Regions from separate parts of the Anas platyrhynchos genome. Here region 2 is linked to region 1. Evidence: chromatin contacts called from public Hi-C data. All regions are on one chromosome and are shown on one strand. Each heading gives the region's core, a stretch centred on a gene start, on an enhancer-like site or on the middle of the called end of the contact. The rest is flanking DNA. Distances are from core to core; before and after follow the strand shown.

Region 1 (3,066 bases), core at 347-2,846:
GGCAGAAACAGTTTTTTCTGTGTATGATGTTCCAAAACCTTGTGTGTCCCTGCTAGTTTTTATTCCTGATATCTGATGACAAAAGGAACCGGTGAAACTGAGGGCGACAGATCCGTATTTGGTGCAAGAGGAGGATGTTTTCGTAACAGTGTCTGACACATGGGACTTCCTGCCACATGGTGCTCTTGAAACAGTGCTTTTCAGGTCTCAGAAAGCTTGTGAATCTGCTATTGCAACAGTAGTGTATTAACCTTCACAAGACAGGTTACGTGTTGGATATAAGAGAGATAGGGTCAGCAGGAAACCATCATATGCTGCTGCCATTTTTATACATGCTTGGATTTGTGTGGGACAGTGCCAGCCCATGGCTAAGCAGCCCACTGACACCTTGGGTTTGGCTCTGACAGCTTGGTTTTGAGGGGAGCTTCTTGCACCCGCGTTAACACCTGCAATGTAGTTGTGCTGTTGTGTGGGTCTGGAGATGGATGCCCAGGGCCGATATGGGTTGAGTATCCCCCTGAGTCCCCAGGGAATCCTTCCTTTGCCCTCCAGATGTTCATTTTCATCAGCTGCCTCTCTGGTTTTCCTATCCACAGCTGCCTCTCCTGGTTTGCTGCAAATAACAGGATGTGTCAGTAGGTCTGGGAAAGGACAAATGGCTCTTCTGCCACAAGAGGTGCACCTTGGGTCTTGTGGTATTCTCACAGAGATATCTGCAAGGCACTGAAATTGCTAGCAGAAGCCAATTGTAGGCAGCACAGCTATCTAACACTGGGAGCTGAAAGCATGAGTTTTATATTGGGGTAAGGAACGGCTCTGACACATCCACGTATCACTGTGTAACCGAGACAGCAGCAATATCCTACAATTGTGATCCTGAGAGGGAATCAGAGCCAGAGGTCTCTGTCTGCACTGAACTCCTAGCAGGAAAGCATTCAGTTAATGACATGAATAGAAGCCATGACCTTACATTTCTTTTTCCCCTAGACTTTCACTGACTGCAGGATCAGGCACGCACTCCTTTGTGTCTGTGTGAAGCACGCTGCTGTGACAGGGAAGTGGCTTGCATGGTTTAGCTTTTCCATTCAGATAAGATTACTAAATAACCGAGAACTTCAGTCAGAGTTCACAAAATCCACTTTTGTTAAAAAATTTAGCACTGCCACCTACAGGAAAGCGGCAGCAAGCTCCACGACCGTCCCCTATACCTGCAGGACCGCCTGTCCTGCTGCCCCTGCGCCCTGCTGTCAGTGCGGTGCTCCCCTGGAGAGCGCCTTTCTCAGCGACATCAAAGGGAGATCGGCACGCACAGATAACGCAGAATACCTGAGAGCAGAACTTGGTCTTTGATAACCATAGCTATTTTTTTTTTTTTTTTTTTACACTATGTGTTGCACCTAAGCTCTGGTCCAGCTCCCGATGGAAACGATGGCACCTCTCCACCGAGTAGGATCCAGTCCTTGACGCCTTTCATGCATGCCAGTGAAAACTCTTTCCCTTGCACACTAGCGCTCTTTAAAGGCTCGCGAGTAGATAGACAGATTAGATTATTTAGCACCACACAGTGCTGCAGAAGTGGTGCTGGTGAGTCACTACATGGCATTCTTCCTTCTGACTCAGTGCAGAGTCAATGCCCGAGCATGTTGCTATGGGGCTCTGTGTTGTTGGAGGTGCTCTTTTTTGGAGAAGCAAAAACCAAGGTCCTGACCCACTATTCTTGCAACAGAGTCCATTTGCCTGTGAGCCACTTGGTTGAACTTTATAGAAATTTTTGCCTTAGAACAAGTTATCCTTCGCTTCCACGAGAAAACTATTGTTCTCATTGCCAGGAGGGACCAGGGTTTTGAGCTATCTGGAACAAAATGTTTTTGAAACAAGAATGGGTTATTGCAAATACACTGTGGGGTTTAAATCCTTAATATTGAAGGGAAACCTACATGGGCACTTACTGCACATTAATATTTAGCGTTCTGGTTTTGTTTACCACTTCAATGGCTGTTTTCAATTACTGTTGCCTGCATGAAACCACTTTACTCAAGCCTGCTGCATATGCAGGAGAATTGACTTAGAAGACAACTATTCTATTTTGCAGTAATTTTCAGGGTTTCAGACTTTTTTTTTTTTGTTGTTCCCTATCAGTGCCTGGAGTGTGAGAGACTTTTTCAAGCCCCAGCTGTCTTCCTGGCTAAAAGATTTCATTGCAGCTCTTTCTCAACTGCGCAGGGAGAGGAGTTTCACCTGGCTTTTTCATCTCCTGGCCACTGTCCTAACCACCAGGATGTAAATTACATGACTCTCTTGCAAGAAAACTTTCTCAAAACCTGATGTCTTGACAAGAACATTTCAGTTTTGAAATCTCACTTTGTGGAAAATGTCCTGACCAGCTCCGGTATGCTGCTGAGTTTGCTTAACAAATTACAGCAGAAGCCCTGAGATGTCCATACAGCTCCTTCCAAGGAGAAGAGCCACTCCAGCAAAATTCCTGTGTGCCTTGGGGCAGCTCTATTCTTTTGGTAATGCCCCAAATTCCCTTCTCAAGGAGATAAGTGGGTTCCCTACATCTCTTCCCACAAATAAATCCACTTTTTTTTTTTTTTTTTCCTGTAAGTGAGGAAGCAGCCTAATTTCAGAGGGTAGCAGATGAACCTTAGATATGATGCCATCCGCTCCCCTGCATCCTTTTGCAGGCTTGCTTCCAGCCTTGGAGAGAGTATTTTAAATCTCTCAATGGAGATCACAAGGAGTTATTTTAGGTTTGGGATGTCGTGAGTGAGATGATTCATTCCTCTTCAGTAAGAGCTACTGAGATGGAGCGGGCTCCTTAGAGGCACATCAGCACAGGTGAGATGAAGACGAGGAACTGAGGATGGATGGAGGCCAGGGAGGACTGGTGGCAGCAGGTCTTAAGTTGAGCTGACTTGTTTCACAGCATAGCATGTCTGGCTACCCCAGCATCTGCCTTTGTCCCTTGTAACATTTCTATAAACCCAGGATGACAAAACACCTGAAATGGCATATTTTATCTGTATTCAGTTCTTATGTGATTCCAAAGGAAAACAGATTATA
Region 2 (3,066 bases), core at 346-2,845, 44 kb before region 1:
GGATCAAAGTGTGTCTGTTGGTGCTACCTCCTGATGGAGATCGTACCCTGTGAGAGCACGCAGGGAGCCCTCACTCCCATTTATTTCCTCTAGGAAAAGCTAAACCAAAGTTTCAAGAGCACTGGAGTGCTGGGAGAGTCCTGGAACAGTGGCTTTTCTGTTTTCACCTGGTACATTGACACCCCACCTGGTAGGACACTTCCCTATTTCCAAATAACCCTAATTACTCTGAGTGACTTTGGAAGCACTGGAATTAGAAGGAATCATGAGCAAACTCAAAATCTGTCCTTCTCAGATGCTGTAACCCTGGGTTCACCAGCTGATGTTACCAAGCATATGATGCCCAGCAGCTGCAGAAACCTTGGAGGTGACGATGCAGCTGTGCCAAGGGGGCAGAGCTGGCAGTCCTCACCTGGGTTCAGACCTCCCAAAAATGCCTTCGCAGTAGAGGAGGACATCAAGAGGCTCAGTGCTGAGCTCAGGAGAGATGAAGCATCTTTTCCTTTGAAAAAGCAGTGGGATGCAGAGGCTTGCGGGGAGGCTGGGGGACGAACTGCCCCAGAGCTGACAGTCACAGCACCACAGACACAGGAGGGGGCTTAGGGGGATGTGGGCTCCTCAGCTGAGATCAGACGTTTTGCACGGGCATAACCTATGAATAAATGCAGGGGATGTAACAAGCACCTTGTGAGACCACGAATAGATGAGCACCGGCTATGGCTGTGGTGTCGAGCAGTGACCATGCTGGAGCAGGAGGCTCTGTTTTTGCTACGACCAGGCTGTACAATCTTTCCAGATTGCTTGGTGCTGCTTTTTTTCATCACCGTGAAAAATTTCAATAATTTTCAAAGGGTATGATAAAGGGCAAAGACTTTCTCTTATTTTTTGTATGAAATATGTTTTGCAATATAAAAAATAATTCTGATGCCTATGGCAAAATATCATGCTGATTCACTCATGGATCAAGGACAACTCAACCTGGCTGATGCTGACAGCTTCAAGATTAGTTTAAGTTTGTGCTGCTGAATGCTTTTCACTTACTAATTCAGCTGGTGTTAACCACAGGCTCTCCCAGACACACGTTTTCATGTGGTGGTCAGACACACAGGGCTTCCCATGGCACAGAAATAGCTGGGGGAGCTCCACGGGTGAGTCGTGCAGCCTGTGTTGAGCTCTGGCAAACTCCAAAACAGAAACACCTGTGCTGCTCCAACATGGACATGTCCCAGTAGTTCTGGCTGGGGGCTGCATGCTCGGAGGACACCGGCATAGAGGGAGGGCACATCCATTGTGTGGAACGAGGTGCGGCAAAGATCTGGCTGTCTCCAGGTTGAAGAATTCAGGCTGTATTTACATGATGTTGTCCATGAGCTCCCAAGCCCCAGCTCTTGGCAGCTATGGGCTGATTTGTCTAGACTGCATCTGGACTCCACCTGGCTCCCGGCCAGCCTGAATGAATCTCTCAACACCACGCTTCCCACACGGCCAATCCTGGGATTAGCATGGGCAGAGAGAGCTCCCATCTATCTGCAGCAGCCAAAGCAGTCAGTCCTGTAGATGCTGATGATGCTGGAGTTGCTAGAACGCTTATCTCCCAAACCCTTTGAAGCAGACACATCTTGTTTTGCATCTGCAAGGGATGCCTGTCCTTGACTGGCATGCCTTGGTGATACTGCAACGTAAATACTAACAACATGCCTATAAATATATATTTTCTAGCAGCTGAGCCAAAAGTGAATGAGATCCATAGAGAGGCATAGAGACCTTTCACTGGTTTTACAGTGAGACATTTATTTTTGTTCTGGATTAAAAACAAAACAAAACATAACATATAACAGAAAGATTTCAGGTCATAACTGACTCTCAGGCAATGTCCATATTAGTATATTAAGCAGCATGCATTCCTGGGCCCTATACACAATCATCCATGCTATTTAGTAGTTAAAATGTTCCATTGTGCAGTTCTGGCCAGTGTTGACTACTAGGCTTCCAAACAATTCCCAGGCTTTTTTGTTTGGGAGTCAACACAGGCTGTTCAGTTTACAGTGGGCAGGTTGGATATGGCTCCCTTGTTTTGATGGATAAGGGAATTTAACTGTACGGACATGGTGCTCCATGCCATCTGGCCTCAGGGCCAGAAATGGTCCCAAGCACATTTATTTTACTGTACAGACATAGCCTTTGGTTGGACCACTTAGTTAAGTGTGTATAAACAGGTAATTAGGATTGCACAATTGTTGCTTGGATTAATTTTGAAAGCCAGATCTTTAAAAGAGGGTGGGTGCCCAGCACCCAATACGCACCCTCTTTTAAAACAGAAGCAGTAATTGAGTGTAATAAGCACTTGAAAACCTGGCCCCAGGGGTCTATGTAAGGCTGGTAGAATTCAATAGGAGCAGTTGACTTGGCTATTTCCATGGTGGTTTGGGTTGGGGCTTTTTGTTTGTTTGTTTTATCTTTATGGCAGTTTTTGAAATTTGTGGCTTATTGTGGCTGGCCAGATGGATGTGAAAGTAAAGAAAACAGGCTCAACATTTTTCTTCAGAGAAAACTGCCAAGCTAGAAAGTGGAATCCTTGAGATTCCAGAAGAGAAAAAGAACACGAATGGTCAAAAAAGAAGTCCTGCAGCTATTGGAGCATCATCAGTTCTGGCTGCTGGAGACCTGGTCCATAGCACTAGGATCATGGAAGCAGGTGAATTAAAGTGATTATTTAGATAGCGTTCATTAGCTCTCTTAAAACAAAACACAACAAAACAAACAAACAAAATAAAACCTTACATTTTTCATTAAGAATCATAATAGGATTTCTTTCTCTAAGCAAAATACTTTTTTTTTTTTTCTTTCATATTTCTTCAGCTTATTAAATTACCTAATGTTCTTTAACCTACATTAAGTTAATAGCAAGGGAGATTTTAAATGGAACTGGATGTGATTTAGCATGTTTTCCCTTCATCAGTCTGATTACTTGGAGACCACATTCCTCAAACTCTTTCCTGCCGTGTTGGTCATTCAGCATAGCCCCAGGACTGGGATAAATCCTGGATTACAGTGAGTTTCTGTCAG

The links. Hi-C and Micro-C count contacts between places; a contact is called where the count stands out from the background.
Region 2: a contact with region 1 is called in a Hi-C map of skeletal muscle, with 4 times the contacts expected there. The contact joins two enhancer-like sites. A contact is called at or near these places in 2 of 8 Hi-C or Micro-C datasets (liver and skeletal muscle).

Annotation. Positions count from the first base shown.
Region 1 is chr2:11,144,096-11,147,161 of IASCAAS_PekinDuck_T2T, reverse strand. No RefSeq gene overlaps it. Among named protein-coding and RNA genes, the nearest start is that of TRIB1, 68 kb to the left of the region's middle. Within about 2 kb of position 1,596, at least 5 of the 8 cell types and tissues checked have an H3K27ac peak or open chromatin away from gene starts, as enhancers often do.
Region 2 is chr2:11,188,595-11,191,660 of IASCAAS_PekinDuck_T2T, reverse strand. LOC140001813 (a long non-coding RNA gene) reads left to right here. Exons shown (of 2, transcript XR_011807342.1): 2 at 1-3,066. Among named protein-coding and RNA genes, the nearest start is that of TRIB1, 24 kb to the left of the region's middle. Within about 2 kb of position 1,595, at least 5 of the 8 cell types and tissues checked have an H3K27ac peak or open chromatin away from gene starts, as enhancers often do.